Linked DNA regions of Zea mays: region 2 is linked to region 1. The links are chromatin contacts, called in public Hi-C maps. All regions are on one chromosome and are shown on one strand. Each heading gives the region's core, a stretch centred on a gene start, on an enhancer-like site or on the middle of the called end of the contact. The rest is flanking DNA. Distances are from core to core; before and after follow the strand shown.

Region 1 (6,167 bases), core at 2,214-4,713:
GTGCTCAACGATTTGCACCATCATGTCGAGCAAGGAAACAAGCAAAAACCTAATGCCAAGCCTCCTACCTGGCGCGCCAAATGTCGGAGAGAGAATTCTCCGGCCGGGTGGCGGAGTGCACCCGCCCTAAATCCTAAGATGAGGAGGGGGCTTAAGCGTTTTGCCTGTCGGTAGATGAACGATGAACTCAGGAACACACAAGGGTTTAGAGTGGTTCGGGCCGCCGGAGCGTAATACCCTACTCCACTTTGTGATGTATTAAGCTTGAGAGCTCGTATGAACTTGTGAGCCTGAGCTAGGTCTAAGTCTAAGTTCAGTCTAAGTGTGTCCAAGTGTGTCCAATTGTGTTCGTGTGTGTCCGTCCCTTTGTAACGTTGCATGCCTCCCCTTTTATATCTCAAGGGGGCGCGTACAAGGGTGCTGAGCCCCGACATGTGGGCCCATGAATATAATGGATGTAATACTTGGAGCTGCTGGAGCAATCTTCTTGCACCCTGACATCTGCGATCTACGTGGTATTGGCGTGCAGGGGAAGCTTCCCTGGCAACACATAAGTGATGATGGCCACATTGCACCTTGCAGCACGGGCGTACTGTTTGGCAATGGACTAGACAGGCACGCCGCCTGCAGGATGGCCTGGACGCCGCCTGCCAACTGAGTGGACAGGTCACAATAAATGCTGAGGCGGCACATCGCCTGTCAGCAGGGTGGACAGGCGGCGCGTCCTCTCCGCAATAAATGCAGAGATTGCACAGCCCAGAGGCCTTACGTCAGGCTCTGCCCGCTGGCTTACGTCATGGGCAACAAGCCATGTGGCAGCATCCGGTCTCCGACTGAGTGGGGAGCACATGCGCACAGGATAAAGCCTGGACACGTGTCAGTACCGGACCCTTGCTTAGGCTAGGGTATCCGCTGTCCCGGGACCTCGTTATGTGTGGCTCGGACCTTACTCAGAGGGATCCGGACCCCATCCAAGGGACCCGACACGCTTACTTGGGAGTCCCGGACCGTATTCGAGGGTCCGGGCTGTGCGTACAGGGGTCCGGCGCTTCCTCGTGGAGGTCCGATCCAACTGATTGCACCCTGGGATATATCATCTTTTCTGGCCACGTGGCGCCCCTGGAGCCGTCCACGTGGTGGGGTCGGGTGCTGTTCACCGCGCGGCTAGAGATTGCCACACGGGCACCGTGCCTTCATACTGTAGTAAGGGGTACCCCTGATTCAGGGTACCGACAGACCCGTATCCACTTCCGCGAATAGATCAAATCGTGGATTCTACCTCCAGGTGCGACCTTTTGTCTTTCTTAGATGCTTATTCTGGTTTCCATCAAATCCAGATGTCTAGGGAAGATAGGAAGCATACTGCTTTTGTAATAGTGGATGGGCTTTACTGCTATGTTGTTATGCCTTACGGCCTGAAAAACGCCTTGCCAACATTTGTGCGGGCGATGAGTAAGACTTTCGGGGACCTGATTAGGGACAAGGTGGAAGTATACGTCGATGACATCGTAGTCAATACTAAGAGAGCGTCGACCCTAGTGGAAGACTTGACCCTAGTCTTTGACAGGCTGTGGGCAACCCTGTAACACCCCTGGTGTTACGTGAACTAAAACTCGGACATGTCATCATAAGCATTTGCATTAACTTGCTTGTTACACCTAGAATGCATTCACTAGATCAAAAATTTTACAATAAGGTGATGCTGTGTGCAGGGTAGAAGACCTAGTTTAGGACCTAAGCTAAACAGGAGTAGGTCATCCTTTGAGCAAGTAATAAATTAACTTGGAGTCTTGAAGTGCTACAGGCAATTCCTAGAGTCTATAGAAAATTTGTTTTCAAAGATAGATCAAGTGGAAGAAATACTTGGACCGAAGGATTAACTTCAAAATCCTAAGGCTTGAAAACCTTGATTGGATTTGAGTGTAAGCAATTAACTCCTAAATCAAGGATACTTTAGACCTGAGTTCTATAAGCCAAAGATGTATTTGAGATTAAGGAGCAACTTTGCTTTAGGAGGATGGATAAGTTTGCTTTTGATATGTGGATTAGAAGTGGTGAAGTACTTAGGGTGGTTGAGTATCTCTAACCCCTAAACTGGAGCCCAAAAGTGGATTTGGAGATCTAGCCACATTTTGCAAGAGGTAAAAATACCAAGTTGATAGGATTTCCAAAGTTGCACGATTTTGTTATTTGAATATTTCCAAGTTGTGTGAAGAAATTTGGAGAAATTCACAAAGTTTCAGTTTTGGAGTTCCTGAAAATCGCAGCAACTAGGCAATTTTAGTCCTTTGTAACTTTTGATCTAGAACCATTTTGAAGATGATCATTATAACAAAGTTATAGAGCTACATGAGGAGTATAAGGTTGGTTTAGTCATATAGCTCTAAAACTATTTGGAACTTTGAGTAAAACTGGTCCAAAGTAAAGCTGTCAAAAATTGTGGATTTCAGACTTAGTGAAATTCAGATTCTGAATTTCAGCAATTGGAGCAAACTTTGGGCTATTGTAGTTTGGAATTCAATAGGTTTTGGTTAATGGTTACTATATAAAACTTGTAGAGGAACTATAGGAGTATAAACTTTATTAAGCAACTTGCCCCTAAAAACATTTGGGACCCAGGAAAAAGAGTGGTTCCAAGTGGTGCTGTTGTATTTCTGAATTTTCAGATTGGAAACAGTAACTGAAACTGAATTTCAGTGTTTTGATAGCAGTTTTGAAGCCTATTTGTGGCTATTCTATAAGGTTTTGTGCTGTGGTGTTTGTAGAATAAGTGAAGACCATATAATGTGGAATAACTTTCTTTAAAGGTGATGGACATGATCCTATACGAAAATTGGAGTAACAGCTGCTCAAATTTGGACTGTCTGGTGGCTGAAACTGAATTGTATTCAGTCCACTGTAAACTGAAATTCAGCACAAGGGTGTCTAGTTTGGAGCCCTATGGTAATTATTGCAAGGAGATTTGGGTTAGAAATTCTTTAGCAAACTGAAAGGCCATATATAGGAGAACAAATTCCCTTGAGAGGGTTGGACTTGATACTACACAAAGCTAGGAGAAAAAGGTGTTCAATCTGTTTCTGTCAGGCATGTGGAGTGCAGTTTTAATGCAGTAACTGTTGATATGGTTTAATGTTTTTCTCCTAACTTTGGAGCTGTTTTGTATCTGATCCAAGGAGTGTAAGGCTTGAGTCCCTATGGCAAAGTGATAGAGAGTTAGTTGGTGAACAGGGATTATTAAGGTTAGTCCTCTTGTTGCTGTTTGGAACCAAGAGAAATAAAGGAGTGAAGTTGTGAGTTCAGTCCAACAGTGGTAGTTCAGTGTGCTCCAAAACAAATATCTGCAGTCAAGGACAAGGGGATATTTGGGCTGTAAAAAAAATATCAACCAAGTGCAGTGTATCGGCTGAACCTGTGAACCTGAGTGATATGGGAGCAGTGAGAAGTGGGGCATTAATGAGTTTTGTTTGCTGTCTGTAGATATGGACAGGGATGATATTTGTGTGTGTCAGGTAATATCTTGGCTGCTGAAGTTGACCCAGTTCAGTGCTGCACTTGGGTTCTGAAGAAGATCACCTCGACCCTGCTGATGTCACTTATGTATGTAAGTGGGGATAAGGTTGTAGTGTATGACCGATGGTCTAGGGGCTTAATTTGCTGCTGGGAAAATATCTAAGTTGGACTGTTTTGAGAGCAGTAAGCAAGTGAAGGTTTATCTGCTAGCTACTGAATGAGTGAATTAAATAATGGAAATTCTAGTGGTCTCACCCCTGCAGATAATATCAAGCCCTGGGCCATAGTACAAGCCACCGTGGGGGTCTCATCCACTTCCTCTCCTATCTGCTTGCTGAAGCAAAGAGTGGATATTTTGGGGATGTTAGAGCAGACCACATAGTGTCCTAGGTGCACGTGTAGACTTGTGTGCATTTAGTGCATGGGAGCCACGTCATATAGTATGCTGTGTTGGCATCCCTTGTATTCTTGCACTGAATTGTGGATGAGCTCAGTGACCCCTCCCCATGCCTATTTATTCAGTGTGTTCCACGGCTGAGTTCAGAAAAGCTTTTCTCCCTTGTTCTCGAGCTCTAGTCCCAGTCCACTACAAAGGTGCTGGAGTCCTGGTATTCTTGCTGGTGTGCATCCTCTCTTTCAGCCACCAATTTTGCTTTACTCCAGAGCTGAATGCCAACCTCTTGTTTGTGGTGACCAAACCCAACCGTTCTTCACCTCCCCGTGGACAAGGCTTCCCACAAGTATTCTTGACCGTGTACTACTTGTTCCATGCTCGACAAAGGTTAGTGAAGCTCACACCATTTACTACTTGTACTCTATCACTGTCTGTTGCTGGGAACTAGGTGTAAAATTTGCTAAAAAAATAGGCTGTTGGATTTTTGGACCCCAGACTTAGTGCAGAAGACTGAAACTAGGTTCTAGTGTGTTGAGCTCCACTTTGGTGCTTCATAAAAATTGTTCTAAATGTTTTCAACCTAGGGGTGCTATACCAAAGTAGTAGAGCTATATCTAAGGAATAACTTTGGTAATGTGAGCTTGGTCTGTTGCTGTGTAAAAATTGGAGAAAAGGTTGGCTAAAGTTGGTCTGTCAGGCTGGACACAAAACTGAATTTTTATTCAGTTCTGTGAACTGAATTGCAGCAGTATGCCTAGTTTGGAATTCATTTGTGACTGATTCATGGGGTTTTGGATTAAGGGTTCCATAGCAAAGTTGTAGACCATAGTAAAGTAAACAAGTTTGCTAAAGTTAGATGGACCTGGTTCCACATAAATTTGGGAGTAAAAGTGGCCAAAAGATGGACTGTCAGGTGTTGGGATTCAGACTTAGAATAATATTTAAGTCTGGATATGTGTGTTTTTACCCAACTTTGGAGCCTTGTGGTAATAAATCCAAAGATATTTGGGTTAAGAGTCTGTAGCAAAATGAGAGACCAGATATAGATGAACAAGTTTTGTGCAAAGAGTGGGCTTGGTACTGTATGGAATTTAGAGAATAGCCTGCTGCAAAACCCTCTATCGGACTCAGTATTGTGCTGTTTCAGAAATTAGAAACTAAATTTTCAGTGTTCTGCTTAACTTTGGATTGCCATAACTCTTGCTCTAAACATTTTCAACCTGTGATTTCTATACCAAGTTGGTAGAGCTATGTCTAGAGAATAACTTTGAGTAAATGAGTTGGGTTTGTTGTTGAGGGAATTTGTGAGTTACAAAGCACTGAACAGAGGGAGAGGAATGGAGCACTAGAAGATGAATTCAGAGAAACGAAAACAGGTTCAGTGAATTGTGGCTGATTCTTGGACACTATAACTTGTAGTACATGCAGTGTGGATCCTTGCTTAATGCATAAATGAAGTACTTGGTTGGTTATGGAAGCAAGGTTTTCTAGTTTGGTTGGTAAATTGAGTTGTGATATTAGAGTATTTAGCTCTCTTAAGGTTTTGTTAGCTTTTGTGTGCACCTTTAGAGAGGTGTAATTCTTGTGATGCTTTTTAGTATTTTCTTTTCAGGTTGCATAAGCATAAGCATTCATGTTCATATCTTTACATGTAGAATTCCTAGAAGAAGAAGATGAAATTCAAGAAGTGGTTTCGGAAGAGGAGTCTGCTTCAGTGCTTGCTCATCAAGTGATGGGAGCCATCTAACTGGGTATTTAATAGAGGGATTTGGAACCTCTTCATTGCAATAAGGCAAGCCCCGGTGCATTTACCCCTTCCTTGTATTTTTAAAAGATTTTTATACACTTTAAGTCTAGTGAAATGTGCATTAAGTTTATAGGAGTTGCTTGGAAACTATTGGATGCATTGCCTACCTTGATATCCATACCTTTATAGATACTTCTGATGAAGTATCAAAATACAATTTACAAAAATGCTTAGCCCTGCTTAGATCTTGTGGATAGAGGTTGTCTTTTGCATTAATGCCTAGCTCAGGGGATATCCTGAGGAAGGATGGCTTATACCTGCAAGAATATTTTCATTGGGAGCATGATGGGATCTTACTGCAAAGTTCCCTATAATGCTCTTTTCATCCTAAGGAACACAAACAATTCTAAGGATGGAAGTACTTAAATCGGGACTTGGGCTAGGAACATGTGATGTTCTACCCAGGTTAATTAAGGATTGGATGCGTATGTAGGCCTGTATGATCAAGGACTATCT
Region 2 (6,167 bases), core at 1,470-3,969, 160 kb before region 1:
CTTGCTTGCTCCTCGCTGAGTTGCAGGCTTGACTTCACCAGCGTGGCGCTGCTCTCCTGCGAGGAGATGGCACCACAAAAACCCTACTGCCTCATGTTGCGATGCCCTCCTCTATTCCATCGACATATGGTCAATTCATGAAAAGGGAAAAAGGTTTTTGCTGCCTATGTTGTTACATGGTTTAAAGGAACATTACCTTTGACCTGCATACGCCTTACGTCTCATGCGGGGGTAAAGACTCAATTAATGTGCTGCAGTGGAATGTCATCATCCCTCGCCCTATAGACTGCAATGGTAAGTCACAGACATTCCTTAATTAATCACTACATACTCCATTCCATCGTATTATTATTATTATTATTATTATTATTATTATTATTATTATACTACGTGCATACTTCTAGAGATCCATGCTCCCGAGAGCTCGAGAAGAAGGGTGTGTCCCCACCGCCACCGCCACTGCTAGCTCCCGGGGGGCTCGGATCAGGTGCCATAGCTGTCATCGCAGTCGTAGCATGTGTGGCCATTGCAGGCTTCCTCGGATGGTGTGTCTACTACTCCTGGTTTTGCAGTCCAGCGGCCAAAGCGTGAGGTAGCATCCAGTTCGTCCACCCCTCAATTTCTGAATTAATTAATTATTATTACAACCGCGCGCATACTAATTAAATCAGAACAGGTGAAATGGAAATGTCGCGTATCCTCTCGTCTCGGCACTCCACCTCAGCTCTCTTTTGATGTGATTCCCCCTCCCTACAACTACAACTTGCTCAAGCATGTGGGAATGCAGCAGCAGCGTAGCCGGCATGATGCTGGGCTGGTAGTGGTATGATAATGATGAGAGTCTGTTGCTGCTAGGCTGGTTGTACGATAGTACTACTAGTGATGAGAGGGACGCTAGCTAGCTGCTCTGCTCTGCGTTGTGTCCTCGATCAAACGAGAGGGATGGCCATGCAGACGCGGCAGCGCCCGACTGTTTGCATGGGCTATAAAATGGACCGCCACCTCAATCGATAGTCCTCCTAGTACACACTAGAGCAGTCGATGGCCTCCTCCATTTCACTGCTCGTCACCATCATGTTGTTGCTGCTGCTGCCGTCGTCACCTGCTTGCTCCTCGTTGAGTTGCAGGCTTGACTTCACCAGTGTGGCGCTGCACTCCTGCCAGGAGACGGCACCACAAAACCCTACTGCCACATGATGCGACGCCCTCCTCTACTCCATCGACATCTGGCCAATTCATGAACTAGAAAAAGGTCTTTGCTGCCTATGTGTGTACATGGTTTCAAGGAACACTACCTTTGACCTGCCTACGTCTCATGCGGGGGTAAAGACTCAAGTAATGTGCTGCAGTGGAATGCCATCATCCCTCGCCCTATAGACTGCAACGGTAAGTCACGGACTTTCCTTAATTAATCATGTGGGGGTAAAGACTCAAGCATGCGGGAATGCAGCAGCAGCGTAGCCGGCAAGCAATGCTGCTGTTGGGCTGGTAGTGGTACGATAATGATGAGAGACTGCTGCTGCTGGGCTGGTTGTACGATAATACTATTAGTGATGAGAGTGACGCTAGCTAGCTGCTCTGCTCTGCGTTGCTCTGCTATGTGTCCCCGATCAAACGAGAGAGGGATGGCCCATGCAGACGCAGCAGCGCCCGGCTGTTTGCATGTGCTATAAAATGGACCAACACCTCAATCGAGAGGGACGGCCGGGTCACAATCGCCACTAACCTACCCACTATACGTACATACTATAGCAGCCGATGGCCTCCTCCTCCGTTTCGCTGCTCGTCACCACATCATGTTGCCGCCGTCACCTACTTGCTCCTCGTTTAGTTGTAGGCTTGATTTCACCAGCGTGACACTCAGTAAAGATTACTCTTCGGTTGTGTTGGTAATGGTTGGCGAGTGCTGACTCTTGTTGTTGGGAAGCAGCGACCTAGCAGCAACAAAAGTCGCTGTATAAAGGAGCACGCATACGATATGATGTGCGGAAATGCCGTTCCAGTCATGAGTGTTCCAGTCGACATCGACATGACAATTGAATGTTTTCTCGATATCGATCGTCTTCGGTCGTGGACCACATGCACTCCCAACCGCTCAGCTTGCTAGCTTTGACGTCAAGGCGACGTACGGGTATATATACACTGCTTGTAGGTCGATGTGAACATAGCAACGTCAGCGTATGTGTGAGCTTTTCATGGTCTTTCGTAATCGAACGATAGTGTACAATAGCAATCAAGCTACTAGGAACAGTACTGTAACCAAGAAGCTAGCTTTTGTACGTAGCTTCTCCCCCACACACACCTAAACACACTTAATAAGTAGGTGTAAAAAGGAATGCACGCGCGTGTATACATTGGTGCACGTAACATCTATATATATTATCTAGCTGCGTGGTGCTGCTAGCTTTACGTTTTTCTACACTTGCACTTGCTTGACGACGCCTTGGGAGAGGCCTCCAAAACATCCATCTTGTCGATCAGCTCGTCGTCACCCATCCCAGCTATCATCTTCTCCGTCCAGAGGCGTCCATCGCCGGCGTACGTCCTCGGTCCAAATAAAAAGTAATGGGGCGCCTCCGTTGTGGGTCGTTGGCCGAACCCTCCTCGCTCCATTTCCACCCGCCTTTTGCATCTCGACGGGGCCTACTTGCCTTCACGCCTCCACTCCACTTCAATGGATGGAGCCTATAAAACGGGAGCACCCCCGGCGGCCATTGCCAACCACCAGTCCACTCATCATCGCCATCTCTTCTCTTGTTTTGCTCGCTCTATACATACCAGAGAGGTAGGTAGCTAGCTAGCTAGTGGTGAACGTACAATAATACAATCAGCACAGCAAGACAGTAATGGCGCAGCGGCAGGGAAGAGGCAGTGGTGCTGTGGCCCTTGCGGCGGCGGCGGCGGTGCTCCTCTGCGTGCTCCTTCATGCCCACGTCGCGGAGTCGGCCGTGTTCACCGTCGGCGACCGTGGCGGCTGGAGCTTCAGCACCGGTACCTGGACTAACGGCAAGCGCTTCAAAGCTGGGGACGTCCTAGGTACTGTACCAGTGACCTTCCTTCCTGTCGCATCGATCGATATATATCCAAGGCAGGGCGATATGTCTTATGCTTATGCAGCAGAGAATCTTGGCCGACCGATCGAATTGAACACACGACACGTACCAGTAGTGGCCTTTTAAATGCTCATAAACATAAGCAGGCGTGTTAAGGCGTACGATTAACTATATAGATTCGTAGCTCTGTATACTACATAGACTACAGCTGCATGGGTTGAGATTTTAGATCGAATTATCTGAACTTTTGGTGGTGGTGGTGGTCGGCGCCGCCGGCCGCGGTGCAGTGTTCAAGTACGACTCGACGGCGCACAACGTGGTGGTGGTGAACGCGGCCGGCTACAAAGGCTGCTCGGCGCCGCGGGGCGCCAAGGTGTACACGTCCGGCAACGACCGCGTCACGCTGGCCCGCGGCACCAACTACTTCATCTGCAGCATCCCCGGCCACTGCCAGTCCGGCATGAAGATCGCCGTCACCGCCGCCTGAGTCCTGACCGATCGCGGCCGCCGCCGGCACGCCTGCTGCCGCGGGCTACATACATCTACCTATCGACTGCCTGATTGTCAGTTCGACTGGCTTGTATCGACTCCCTGATTGTTATATATATATGAATAAAACACACCATCATGATTCGATGTGTAAAGTAACAATGTGGTGTGTGCACTGCTGAGTACTATCTATATGCAACACCTAAATTTTGGGAGATTAATGGGTGTTTGGTTTGATGAATCACTCCAACCAAAATGAAGTGATGTGTCATGGGTGCTGTCCGATGACCGATTATATGTTTTCACCTTATTAAAAAAAACAAAGGGTCAGCCAGGCTGGGCCGCTACAAGGCCTAAGGCCGAGCAGCCCACCCAGCTAGCTGGTAGAGAGGACGCATGTTCCTAGGGCAAGAGAGAGAGACCGCAGAAGGAAGCAAGCGAGCGGACAGAGGGAGAAAGGAAGCGGGAGGCTGGCGGCGGCGCTCACCGGCCGATCTGTTCGGCTCCCGCCGAAATCCACGCCACCCCCTGCGTAACTTCCTGGAGTTCGGCTCCTTAAAGAATGGGCACTTTCTCCCTCCCGGTATCGCACTGTGAGACTCGCTGCTCCACCTTTTCTCTTCCTGCCCGTTGATACAACTGCCGCCGCCATTGCTTGCTGTGGCTGCCGCACTTGTGGAGGATTGTATTCCTCTCTGTTGGATTTAGAGGTGGCACGGTGCTGCTAGGTTGCGTACTGTATTGCACGGTGCTGCTCGGTTGCGTACTGTATTCCTCTCTGTTACTGTGCTTGGGTACCTGTGTGGTGCCGTGCACTCTGGCTGGTCTCTGTCCATCGTGGCCTGGTGCTTGGGCTTCCTGCTGCGCGGTGTTCATCTTCTCGGGCTGGTGCCGTGGACGTCTCCCTCGGCTCCGGCAGCGGCTCTAGTATCTCCGTCAACCTCCCGCCGTGCAGGCCCGGACGTGGGCGGTGGAATTGGTTTTCTGGGACAGAACCTTGTGTTCGCTGAGCTGATCTTCCCACGTAGACAATCTACGTGCAGTGAGTTATCCGTTGCCTCACTTTATTTACTGTTTAATTTTTGTGCAATCTGCTAGTATTATTTACTTGGGTGTGATTGCGCAATCTGGGGGCGGATTTGATTGCTCGATGATGATAGCGGTGTAGTGAGACGACGTGACAGTCTGGGTTTTAGTGTATTGTTATTTTCAGCAGTAATATTATTTATGCCTAGTAATTTCTTTCACAATTGTGCAAACTGATTATTCAAGTTCATTATTGTTCCTTAATTCTGCGCACACTGTTTTGATCTTGATATTCATGCTTGATTTCTAGGCTCATAATATTTAATCTAAAACCCTGATTTGGTAAGATTGGACTGTCACGTTAGTCAAGTATCTTTGATCACCTATTAGCGTTGGAGGGCTGTTTATTACAGCAACCCGCTATTTTGAGAGCAACATTTTACGATAAACAATCATGTTTATTAGTTTAATCTGCCTTCTTCATCTGCAAGCCATCTTTAATTATAAAATGGATCTGAGTAGCTATTTTACATGTTTACATGTTCTAGAATTGCTACTATTCATTGCTGCAATAATTACATATGGCATTTGTCTGAGTTATATGCTTGTTTTATTCGGAATTAGAATATTTAATTTATTTAAATATATTGGAAGCATGTCACTTATTTCTATAATATTACAACAATCCAGAAAACCAATTTGTATAATGGCCTCCAGTTCTGATGTCATTAAGCCTGAAGCGTTCGACGGCGCAAGCTTTAAGCGCTGGCAGATTAAGACTCGCATGTGGCTCACTGACCTAAAATTATTTTGGGTAGTGACGTCGGCTGTTCCACAGGCTGCATCAGATGATTCTGATGATGCAGTGAAGGCCGCCGCACTAGCGGAGAAGGCCAAGTGGGACGAAGCCAATGAGGCATGCTTGTCTCGTCTGCTGAACGTCTTGTCGAACCGCTTATTTGACGTGTACTCTGGTTTTACCTCCGCCAAGGGTCTATGGACTGAACTTGAGAACGAGTTCTCTGAAGTTGACAATGGCAATGAGTCATTCACAACGGAAAACTACCTCAACTATAAAATGGTTGAGGGAAGGTCTGTTATGGAGCAGCTACAGGAGATTCAACTCCTTGTTAGGGACTTGGTCCAATATGGCTGCGTCCTACCAGACAGTTTTCAGGTGAATGCAATACTGGCAAAGCTTCCGCCTTCTTGGCGAGACTTTGTGACTTCACGCCGTCACATGAAGAAGCAAATGACTCTCACTGAGTTGTCAGCTGCGATAAATGTAGAAGAGCGTGCAAGGTCCAGTAACAAGCCATCCCAGCAACTCCAGGCTCACGTTGTTGAGAAGGGTGGAGACAGAAAATTCCAGAAGAAGAAGAAGAACTCTCCACAGAAGAATCTGAACCAACCTAAGTCCAAAAAGATGAAGAAGAAAAAGGAGGACTTTATCTGCTACGTTTGTGGTGTCTCCGGGCATACAGCTCGGAGGTGCAAACTTAGGAAGGGAAAAGGTCCTCCACCTCAGCGCAAAGAAGGGAACGTGGTGGTTAACTCCACCCCAGGGTATGCACTTCATGCCTTTATGGCAAGTCCATC

Evidence for each region. A called contact is a pair of places that touch in the nucleus more often than the background predicts.
Region 2: a contact with region 1 is called in a Hi-C map of leaf, with 1.9 times the contacts expected there. The contact joins the promoter of LOC100283222 here to the enhancer-like site in region 1. A contact is called at or near these places in 2 of 25 Hi-C or Micro-C datasets (ear and leaf).

The regions. Positions count from the first base shown.
Region 1 is chr10:123,798,712-123,804,878 of Zm-B73-REFERENCE-NAM-5.0, reverse strand. No RefSeq gene overlaps it. Among protein-coding and RNA genes, the nearest start is that of LOC103641707, 63 kb to the left of the region's middle. Within about 2 kb of position 3,463, at least 6 of the 20 cell types and tissues checked have an H3K27ac peak or open chromatin away from gene starts, as enhancers often do. A contact at or near this core is called in leaf, where this site is marked.
Region 2 is chr10:123,954,968-123,961,134 of Zm-B73-REFERENCE-NAM-5.0, reverse strand. It overlaps LOC100283222 (chemocyanin), which reads left to right and starts at 2,719. Exons shown (of 2, transcript NM_001156124.1): 1 at 2,719-3,036; 2 at 3,341-3,701. The coding sequence starts at 2,847. The coding sequence ends at 3,540.